Regions from separate parts of the Mus musculus genome. Here region 2 is linked to region 1. Evidence: chromatin contacts called from public Hi-C data. All regions are on one chromosome and are shown on one strand. The core of a region is the stretch at or near the end of the contact, and the rest is flanking DNA. Distances in the headings are between cores, read along the strand shown.

Region 1 (5,197 bases), core at 1,722-4,221:
AGACCCTGCCTAGGGCTTTTACCAAGCCCAGGCCCTAAGGAGGTCAGCAGTGCTGCATGCACTGTTCAAACACCCCCCCCCCCCCAGGCCTCTGGGGAGTCAGAGGAAGCTGCTGACCTGTCCCCTAGAGGAATAATTGCATTAGTAAGGTGGCCTCTGGTGGCTTTGTCAGCAGTTCCAAGGCTTTGAGTTGAGTAATCCTTTGGCGTCTGCCCCAGCAGCTGGCGGTCACAGGCTGGGGGAGCCTCCCTCCAACCCCCCCCCCCCCCCGCCAGGCTCACCTAACCCCTGCACAGCCTATCTCCCGTTATCTAACCATTGAGGAGTCATAGTCGTCGTCATCCTTGCCCTTATCACCAGCACAGGGCTCAGTGCTGGGAGAACCCAGCATGCCAAGACTGTCAGGAGAACACAGATTCAGGAGCAGACCTTCTGTCTTCTGATCAGACGCTAAGCTAACCTCTAACCCCATTTCTGGGGTCTTCCATCTGGACAGAGGAGAGAGAGCACACCTGGAGCAAGTTTCAACATTAAGGACACAGTTGGACCAGATTCAGCAGTAGGGAGCGGGCGTGTTGAGAGGACACTGAGGGTCTTGAAGGATGGTCAGGGATGAAGCTGGGAAGCAGGAGGGGCACCCCCTTACCCACTCTACTTGTTTGCTCTGCCTTCAGGGCATTCTTCAGGGCTTGACCAGAGGTAACGCCCCATGGGGAAGGGATTGCCTCTCTCCTGTGGTCAGTTTCTCCCAGCACCTGCCTAGAACACACACCTGGTGGGGTCAAGTCTCTGGGCTCCCTGAGGCCCAGCTGGGGGCTACCCTAGGACTTTCTCCCTTCCTCGGTCCTTCCTCTATACCGTCAGCCCCAAATGAGGCCCAAGTCCACCTGGGAAAGAAGCAAACGACTCTCTTCGGCACTGGCCTCACCCTGCCTCCTCCCTCTACCCTAGTAACCCTTTACAGTATATCTCCCATCCCCCATGCCCCAGAACACATACACCTGCTTTAGAGATGAAGAAACAGAAGTACACAGAGCTCAGCAAATAAAGTGCCAGGCTATGTCCTTCAGGCCCTAGGTCCTGCCTTCATCTGGCCCCTCCTCTTGGTCACCCAGGTGTTTCCCTGGAGACGCTGGGATTTGCATCCAGCTCCATCCCTGCTTGCCTCTTTACTGCTCCATAGCTGTGCAGCTTGAGGCAACTTACCTCCCCACTCTGGGCCTCTCCGACTCAGTCTCCTAGCTGTGAGGCCCATAGTGGCAGCTTCTGTGTCGGGCCACTGTGAGGTGTATGACAGTGGTGGTTTGTGTGAGAAGTCTCTAAACTCTTCCCCAGAGCACTTTACCACTGAGACTCTACCTTTGACTCCTCCTACTACCATACCCATACCCATAGGTCCTACATTGCCCTCTGCACTGGTTCATCCCAACCCTTAGCTCAGCCTGGCCTAGTCTGCCCCTTGTACATGACTGCACACCCCCAAGTTCTTGGACCCCACTCACATGTCTATGCAGGACAGTTGGGGATGAGTGGGATGTCGGGGCATAGATCTTAGGTGTGGACAGAGACTGGTGAGAAGCTGTCACGAAGCTGTCACAGAAGACTGCCCGCGGAGAGGATGGAAGGCTTGCTAAGGTGACTTGGATGTGGGAAGCAGATGGCATGTCTAGAGTACAAATCTTGCCCTGAAGCCCTGACTTGGCTGCTAAGTGGAGCTTCAGGCCTTGTCTGAAGCCTTGTCCATGAAGGTTCCTAAGGGGCTGGGGACAGACAGGACATATGAGAGGCTCCTGTCCTCAGCGGATCACCCTGCAAAGCCCCTGAGCTGACTTTCCAAATCCCCAATAGTGCTTCCCTGTCATAGTGAGGGTTAAGCCCACTTAGGAGGCCATGCCCCACCCTTCTGTCCTCTTAACTCCATGATCCCTCTAGATGCTCCCAGGTTCTAACACGGGACAAACTCGTCCTATCCCACTGTGAGGCAAGGGCAGATGGGGATGGGCATCTCTTCCTGCACATCAACACGCTATTTCCCATTCATTCGGGCCTAGGGAGAGGATGGTAAGGGGCAGAATAGCAGGGACAGGAAAGGATGTTCCCTGGTGTTGCTTCAGTCTTCTTTGTTAGTATCAGGCACCAAAATACATTATGGGAATCATCTAACGTCATGTTCCCAACTACAACCTAAGACAGGCATTGTATCACACCAAGAGGAGGAAACTGAGGTTCGGAGAGGCTAAGTCACTTGCTCAGTGAAACATGGCCCACAACAGGGCAGAAGCATGCATGGAGGTGAATCTGTCCTTACCCTAGTCTCTCTTCCTCTGGGAGTCAGGTACCAGGAGACACAGACGCCTACTTCCTGAGCTGTGTCCTACCTCATTGCCCCATGGGAAAATGTCCACAAGCATCTCCTCTGCCCCCAGCCTGCCCAATACCCTCTGCTGGACCTGATCACAGAGACATATAGAGATGTGAGTCTTCCGTGGGGCAAGGCCCCAAGCCACAAGCCCCAAGCAGTCCTTCATTAAGAGACTAAGTCGAGAGCCACCAGGTTAGAGGGTGAGCATCCCAACGTGAACAAGCAACAGAGGCAGAAACCTACACAGACACGGTGATACATACACGGTCACACATGCCTCGAATACATGGCAAATGCCACAAAAAACATTTGAAGTCCCTGGGTAGGTGGGATGTGTAACACCCTCCTCACCCCCATTAAGATTTGTCATTGAATAATAGACAGCTGAGAGCATGTGGTCTCAGCCAAGCTCCTTGCTCCCATACAGTGTCAGTAAGGACAGCAAAGGATGGACCGACCCCCAGGCATGTTAGGCAGCCTAGGAATCAGGGCTGACTGGCTCCCAGGGGCACCTGGGTAATGCTGCAGGTGTGGTCAGTTGATCCCCTGCGGAGACAGTAAAGATTAAGAGGATCATACACTGTGTCCAGCGCTGTGCTGGCAGAAGTCTGGACCCAGAGCCAGGGTGGTGAGAACGCTTCAGAAGGAAGAAACGCTCCTAACTTACAAGGCAAGGGAAGTAGAGGAGAGACAGGCACAGACTGAAAGACAGACAGACAGACAGACAGGGGTTAAAGATGGATGCATCGGTTGGGCCCAGCAACTTCTAGCAAGCAGGCTACCCTTAGGACCATCCATATCCGATGAGCTCTACAGTGGCTGCCTCCACTATGCCTGTGTCTGTGGCGGCCTCCAAGAAGGAGTCTCCAGGTAGATGGGGCCTTGGAGAGGATCCAACAGGTATGATTTTTCTGGAGGTGTGGTCTGGACCTTTGAGGAAGAGAGTGTAAGCAGTAGGTTCAGAGAGCCACGAGCGAGCTTGAGCCACATAGCCCCAACCCCAGGGCTGTGAGCAAGCATGAGAGTCTGCTGGCAACCCCAGAGTCCTAGAAACTGAGAGGCCAGCAGAGCAAGACCCAACAACTGGCTGCTGAGGCAGGAAATGGGTGCTCTTGAGACACAGAGAGATCTCGAGAGAGGCTGCAGCCGCCCATAGGGGAGGAATGGGGCTGGGAAGGTGGAAGCCATGGAGGGAAAAGAGAGGGGAAGGGGTGGGAGCAGAGGTTAGGATGCCACAGTGAGGAAGCTGCTGTTTCCGGTGGGAGTCACATGGGCAGATCTAGTTTGAGGAACGTGGGAACCTATGGACCGGAGGGAAAGGGGGTGACTAGGGGAGGGAGTGGGGAGCTATCTCAGTTCAGCCCTGCCTTCTTGCTCAGGTGTGGGCCCCTCGCTCCAGTGCCGAGTGTGTGGGGACAGCAGCAGTGGGAAACATTATGGCATCTATGCCTGCAATGGCTGCAGTGGCTTCTTCAAGAGGAGTGTGAGAAGGAGGCTCATCTACAGGTGCCACAGCTCTGCCGGCCTGCCCCGGTGTGCCTAGCACGGGTGGAGGGCGTTCAGGGAAAGCGGAAGACGAGACCAGGGCAAACATATCCCAAGTCAAGGCCTAGAGTCAGGGCATGACACTGCCCCCCCAGGAGCTCGTGTCCTCTGCAGGTGCCAAGTCGGGGCAGGGATGTGCCCAGTGGATAAGGCCCATCGCAATCAGTGCCAGGCCTGCCGGCTGAAGAAGTGCTTACAAGCAGGCATGAACCAAGATGGTGAGTGGTGGGCACGGTGAAGTGGGAAAGGCAGGAGAGAAAATGGCATCACTGCCAAGGGGCAGGTGCGTGTGTGTCCTGAGTCTCCCTGCTTTCCAAGCTGTGCAGAATGAGCGCCAACCTCGGAGCATGGCTCAGGTCCACCTGGATGCCATGGAAACAGGCAGTGACCCCCGATCAGAACCAGTGGTAGCCTCTCCTGCTCTGGCAGGGCCCAGTCCCCGGGGCCCCACGTCTGTGTCTGCAACCAGAGCCATGGGCCACCACTTTATGGCCAGCCTTATCACCGCCGAAACTTGTGCTAAACTGGAGCCAGAGGACGGTAAGTGGGAAGGCAGTGGGCGTGGATACTCACACCGGCTCCCACAGAGCAGCCACTGAACTCCAAACCTCCTCCTCTGCAGCTGAAGAGAATATTGATGTCACCAGCAATGACCCCGAGTTCCCCGCATCCCCCTGCAGTCTGGATGGCATCCATGAGACATCTGCTCGCCTGCTCTTCATGGCTGTCAAATGGGCCAAAAACTTGCCTGTGTTTTCCAACCTGCCTTTCCGGGACCAGGTACACAGCACAGCCTGCCTGCTGGAGCTGGGCCAGGCACAGTGAGCAGTCAGCTTGGGGAAACATGGACCCCTGGGCTGGCGAGGGATGGAGACTTACATAGTTTACCTTAGGGTACTTGTGTCTCTGAGCTGGGGGGCGGTGGTGGTTAGGGCAGTGACAGTGGAAGTATGTTAACTCCCCGAGGAAAAGATGCTAGCCAAAGATGTGTGGAGCCCAGAATGGGATGCAGAGTGGGACCTGTGACTCTCTGGGCCCCATTGCCTTTTCTTCTGTGCAAATTGTCTGACCTGTAGCCATTCTGTGTGAGACAGGAATCAGCATACCCTGAACAAGGAAGTGGTTGACTGTGAGTTCTTTAGAGTAGAGGCTCCCTGTGATTTCAGGCATGAGTGTCCCCCAGCCTTTCTACATCTGAAAAAGAACGCTGAGCTTCTAATAGGCTGGCAGAGATCTCACAGTGGTCCAGGAGAGAGTGGTCCAGAGGTGCTGAGCCCTCAGCCCAGCTAT
Region 2 (5,875 bases), core at 1,365-3,864, 140 kb before region 1:
CAGAGATCCCAGTGCGGGAGGTATCCCTGTTTACACAGGGCATCTTCTGATCCAAAAGATACATGGAGCTACTTATGTAAAATGAGTCACAATTTCTCTGTCCGAATCTCCCTGCCACCTACACTCCTCACACCTGCCCAAACAAAACCAATCTGACCACATTTTTATGTTTCCCCCTTCAGCCTGCCTTGTGGACCCAGGCCCTTCCACACGTGTGTTCTAATGGGCTGCTTCTGCCTATACCCGGGAGCATATCTCTCCTAAACCAGCAAATCCACGTGTTACTCAGTAGTCTTGATTGACAGGAAGTGTATCATTCGGGCCAAACTCCCAGATGACCCATGTGCCTTCTAAACAGAATTCTGACCAGAGTTTTCAGACCACAGACTAGATCATGACCACATGAACAAATAGGCCATATCTCTTCTCTCAATCCAGGGGTTATCAATTCAACTTTTAACTTTAGACACCACCACCAGACACCAGTGTTCTGTGGTTGGCGTAGGACATCTGTTACTCTCTAGAGTGCCCTATTTCATCCTCTCCCAAATTAAGCAGCTTAACTATTTTATCTAAGTATTTCTCTCTCCTCTCCAAATAAGATCTCAAAAGTGTTTGAGAAGAACGACACAGCTGCCTCCTTCACTGCCACTTAATTATTCCTGTTTGCCATCCCAAAGTTCCCAAGGACACTGCACGTGTCCAGTGGCCACTGTTTCCTATCTCAGAGTTCCCAAGGATGCTGCACATGCCCAGAGCCAGTTACCCCTCTTCACAGCTTGGCCCTTTCCACCCCTTCATGACCTTCTTGAGAAGAAAACAAGAGAAGAACACGAATTAGAAAATCATGGAAGGTCCCCATAGCCCAGTCTGTGGGGAGATGGATATGGTGCGTGCATATTTTCATACTCGAAGGTCAGAGAATCAGCGGGACCATCTCTTCCTCCTTTTAAGGAAAGCAGAGATGAGCTAGGCTCTGGCAAAGGGAGAGGAACTCACGAGAATGCAGCCACGCCCCCTGTATATCACTCCAGGTACAAGCCTAAAGCTGGGTGCTGTCCTGGGCATTTCCCCTCTCCAAGCTACTACAGCCAGCAGAGAAGGCCTAAGCCTGAAGTGGCCTGGTGACAGGAAGATGTCTCTCTACCAAAGGAGGGCCTGAGAACATTCAGAAATAGCATCTGAGGGAGGGCCAGCACTCAGGCTATTTCTCAGATCATAAGATCATACGACTGCCACCCTCTATGTAAATTCCACGCATAGATTTGCCTTGGTAACACATGATTGACCAGTGCTCCATAGCCTTCCATGTCTGCCTTCTGGGCTTGTTCACTTTTTCTTTTAAATGCAAATGTTAAAGATGGCAATGAGATTTCTGTGGTGTGCAGTCTCCATGGTTTGGTTTGGTTTGCTGTTTTTTCATATAAACAGGGTCAAGCGGTCAGAAACCCCAGATGGACACGGTTGCGCCAGAATGAAGGAATAAACACTAAATGTCGGTGGGTGGGAACATGAATTAAGCCAAAAAGCTGACCAAGCAAAGCCCCTCAATTCAGGTCACTTTTCTATGATGGAGAACACTACTGAGACAAGGGAAAGGAAGAAACCATGAGACTACTAACTTGGGTTCCCAAAGGTGATTCTGATGTGTGGAAGGGGCCTGGAAGCCATGGAAAAGCACAGCACATGGAACTTGGGAAAACAGAGCTGGGGAGGCCTGACAGAGTCCATTAGGACTCGTGTGAAAAAGGGTTCTAGATAGTTTATGTCTTGTGTGTATATGCATGTGCCTGTTGGTATGTGTCTGTGCCTGCATGCCTGTTGGTGTGTGTGTGTGTGTGTGTGTGTGAGAGAGAGAGAGAGAGAGAGAGAGAGAGAGAGAGAGAGAGAGAGTATATATGTGTGTGCCTTTGGGTATGTCGGTGTGCCTATGGGCATGTCTGTGTGTATATATCTGTATGCTTGTTGGTGTGTGTCTCTGTATGTATTTGTCTGTCTGTGTCTGTGTGTATGTCTGTATGCCTGTTGGTATGTGTGAGTGTGCGCGCGAGCATACACACCTATGTGTCTGTCTGTCGGTCTGTCTGTCTTTGTCTGTCTTTGTGTCTGTGTGTATATCTTTGTGTCCATGTATGTGTGTGCCTATGTGTATATGTCTATCTGTCTGTGTGTGTGTGTGCCTATGGACATGTCTGTATACCTGCTGTTGTGTGTCTGTGTGCACATGGAGGACAGAGGTTGATAGTGTGTTTCCCTAATCCTTCTCCACGTTACGTTTTGAACCAAGGTTTTCAGTGACCGTGGGCTCTGGGATTTGGCTAGGCCTACTGGACTGGACACCGACCTCCAGAGCTCTACCTGGATCTGTATTACACAATGTAGTGCTGTACCTGGCTTTTCAATGGGCGTTGGGGATACAAACCTGAGCTCTCCTGCTTATGCAGCAAATACTTGGCTACCTGGGTCACCCCTCAGCTTTGATACCTTGTTGGCCCACAGATAATCAGGGAAGCAGGACAGAGGGTCAGGGTAAAAGGCATGTTTGTAGTGTGGGAAAGCCTGGGCTTAAGGTCAAAGTGCTTGTAACAGGATGAACATTGGGACTTCACAGAGCCAGTGAGCTGCTCTGAGGATTAAATGGATTAAAGAGGATTAATTCTTACCCTGAATAGATGTACAGTGTAAATATAGTAGCTCCTTGAGGTACTGGAAGAAGAGAGCTGGACAGATGTCAACAGCTTCAAAACAGAAAATGGTTCCAAGTTGAGAGCTCCAGAGACCTCAGCTTCACCGTGCTTTCTTTTTAGGTCTAGAACAATGAAGCTCATCTCACACTGGCCTGCAGATCTGAGCTGACCTTCAGAGAGAGGCCAGTAGCACCATGGAAATGTTTAAAGGGAAAGGCAGCTTTGTATTACATTCACAGAAACGGGAGTCCTGATCAATCATTCTCCCTTGTTTGTCTGGTCCATCCATACTGTATTCTGTCTTGGAAACTTATTTTAAGGTGGACTGTGCTAAACTTGAACAAAATCACAGGAGGGTGGCCAGGACCATTGGTTTAGATGAGCACTGTTGAGGTGACTCCCCCAAGAAACCCACACCCACGATTAAATGGGTCTTTTCTTCCTTCCCTCCTCCTCCTCCTCCTCCTTCTCCTCCTCCTCTTCTTCCTTCTTCTCTCTCTCTCTCTCTCTCTTTCTTTCTTTCTTTCTTTCTTTCTCTGAGTGGCTTTCATTTTATTAATCTTCATCCTTACATCTATGTTAAGAATCCTTTTTAAATAAACTCCAACTCCACTTTTGGAAAAATAGCGTTCAGAAGGAAAAAAGACCACTTACCCTGCAGCAGGTTGGAGGAGATTGGCAGAAGCAGGCAACATTGCATCTGTGATGCTTTAGAAAACAAGTGTCTACCTGCTTTCTATGACTATCGGGGAGAGAACTTGTCTAATGGGTTGAAGTAATGAAAGGCATTCAGTCCACCTGAAGGAGATTTTTTTTTTTTTTAGAAAATAGAATTGCCTCCAGATGCAAAGAGCTTGCCTCGCAGCGAATGTTCTAGAAGCTGCTGCAAATCCTCATTAGGAAGGACAGATGGGATTCCTGCAGTAGGCAAGGAGTATGGACGGGTGGTCCTGTGTGCCAAGCACCCATGACTGATTCACCTTATTCTCTACAGGGAATCTCTCCAAACTAGAGCCTCTGGCAGAGCCCTTTAGAGCCTTGTCTACTTTATTTTACCCAGCCTACTGTTCACAGTAACCCAGGCTATATCAGGGGCTTGGAAAACTAGAAAGGAATTACCCATTAATTAAGTAACTGCCCGTCACCTGGTACTAGCCAGTCTGTAATCGCTTCTGATTACTAGACACTGATTTGTTACTTAGTCACACCAAGTCGTGTGTTATTGTGGCACACGGCAGTAGCTAGCGATTTCTGTTGCCAGATCTGCCATCGTGAGCTAATTCCACAGCCTTCTCTCCTCCCGTTGGCTTTTTTTGTTTTGTTTTGTTTTTTGAACATTTAATTGCAATCTTCTATCTTCTAAGTGAAATCAGATGCCATCCAGAAGTAAATTGAGGCAAGCCCATGAAACGGAAATGTACTCATTTTTCTGAGCTCACTTGTTTGAAGTGTCTCCACCATCGCTTAGCTGCAACTTCTGTTTTGGGCACAATTTCTTACTGCCTGCTCCTTTTCTTCTCCCCCCCCCCTTTCATTTCCTTTCATCTCCTTTCTCTCTAAGAATTCCACATTTAAAACCTTCCCAGAACTCAATTAGCATCACTTAAAATGGGGTGAGGAGCAGCAGAGCGGTCAAGCTTCTGTTTTCAGTGCCCAGTGGTGCCCCGGAAACCAGATGTGCAGCCAAAGTGGAGCGGGAGAATTGATACACAGGTGTGGTATAAAGCTGGTCTTTAAAAATACAGATGTTATCCCCTCAGGGCCCTAGGAACCTGGAACAGAATGCAGAGAGCCACCCTCGAGGTGAAACAATGGTCATAAAATAGTTTGTTCGTGAGTTTCTCTGAGCTGTCTCTGCAACATTTGGTGACTATTTAATAACACCAGCTCATGGGGCTAAATTACTAACATTTGGGGAACAAGGTTATGTAAAACAAAATTGAATTATGGCAACGGTTTCCCGGTTAGCACTGGAATTTCTTTATTTCTGTTTGTCTTTTTCCTCAAAGGAGCCATTTACCAATTCCTACCCAGCTGGCACCAGTCAATGTCCAGAGACCCCACATAATCAACACACACCTCTGAGCAACAAGGGTCTGTATTGTCCATCCAGAGGTCTAGCCCAGAGCCTGGAAGCAGGCTCAGTCATGAAAGGATCTAAGAGCCACACACATCCAGTGCAGCCTTCTGAAGAAAACTATGGTGCTTAGCTATCCCAGCTATCCTACCCTGGGTAGGTTGAAAAAAGGACTTATTTAGATGTAGAAACTGTGTGAGCTGGTAGGCAAAGCTTAAAGACAGTGAGCATACTGATAAAATGAAAGCCTACACACACTAATAACAAGCAATCTTGCTTTTAGCTATACCTTTCAGGACACCCATCTGTGATCACAACACGAATACACACACTTCACATCACTGCAGTTAGGAAGAGAGCAGATGCTCATGTGTGGGCATGGATAGATCCCCAAGCAACGCAAGGGGAAGAAAGCTATGAGAGATACAGCGAATCCTCGCTCTCTATGCAATTATGTAGTCTCCATCATGTAAACTTTAAGTAAAATACAAAACGTACATTCGAGAGCACAGATATTTACCTCAGCTTCCCGAGCTGCCTCTGGGGAGCAGGAAGCCCTGGAGAAGGATACAAAGGTTCAGCATTAGTGCTGCAGTGTTTCCTTAAAAAGGAAAATGCCTTGGGGATGGTGAGCTGACCCAGCGGGTGACAGTGCTTGCTGCTAAGCTGGCTGACCTGAGTTCAAGCCTCAAGGCCCACATCATAAGGAGAAAACCAGTTCCCAAAAGTTGTCCTCTGACCTCCATGTGAACACAGTGGCATACATATGTGCATGCACACACACACAAACATACATACATAAATGTAAAATAAATAGATCATTTAAGCTAAGCAAATGTAAGCATTAACTAATTTAGTGAACACTTCAATATAACATTTTAATACTTTTCTATGTCATTACATATTTTCCAAATTCAGCCAGACTAGTGTTCACATCCAGAAAGCTTGAAAGCAGGATTCAGCACCAGGGAGACAAGCCGAGTCCCCAGCCTCAGAGAAGACAGAGGGGACAGAAGAATTGTGTCTGAAGCAACTCATGATTCTCCTCCAGCAGCCTGCTCTAAAGCCATACATGCTTCCTGTTGAATGACTGAAGTTGTGGTCACACTCG

What was found. Hi-C and Micro-C count contacts between places; a contact is called where the count stands out from the background.
Region 2: a Hi-C map of rod photoreceptor shows a contact between it and region 1, with 2.3 times the contacts expected there. The contact joins the enhancer-like site here to the promoter of Nr2e3 in region 1. A contact is called at or near these places in 1 of 15 datasets of contacts at CTCF or cohesin (embryonic stem cells), 13 of 484 Hi-C or Micro-C datasets (the Ba/F3 cell line, the G1E-ER4 cell line, the HL-1 cell line and 6 more), 2 of 115 datasets of contacts at active chromatin or transcription factors (bone marrow-derived dendritic cells and embryonic stem cells) and 3 of 9 other capture datasets (adipose tissue, embryonic stem cells and pancreatic islet).

Annotation. Positions count from the first base shown.
Region 1 is chr9:59,947,853-59,953,049 of GRCm38.p6, reverse strand. It overlaps Nr2e3 (nuclear receptor subfamily 2, group E, member 3), which reads left to right and starts at 2,971. Exons shown (of 8, transcript NM_013708.4): 1 at 2,971-3,262; 2 at 3,742-3,868; 3 at 4,022-4,125; 4 at 4,226-4,447; 5 at 4,530-4,687. The coding sequence starts at 3,166. It overlaps Gm7616 (predicted gene 7616), which reads right to left and starts at 1,754. Exons shown (of 3, transcript NR_168957.1): 1 at 1,503-1,754; 2 at 1,207-1,279; 3 at 647-759.
Region 2 is chr9:60,091,145-60,097,019 of GRCm38.p6, reverse strand. The region is part of intron 7 of Thsd4 (thrombospondin, type I, domain containing 4); the gene reads left to right. Among named protein-coding and RNA genes, the nearest start is that of Gm7616, 140 kb to the right of the region's middle. Within about 2 kb of position 2,614, at least 3 of the 459 cell types and tissues checked have an H3K27ac peak or open chromatin away from gene starts, as enhancers often do. A contact at or near this core is called in rod photoreceptor, where this site is marked.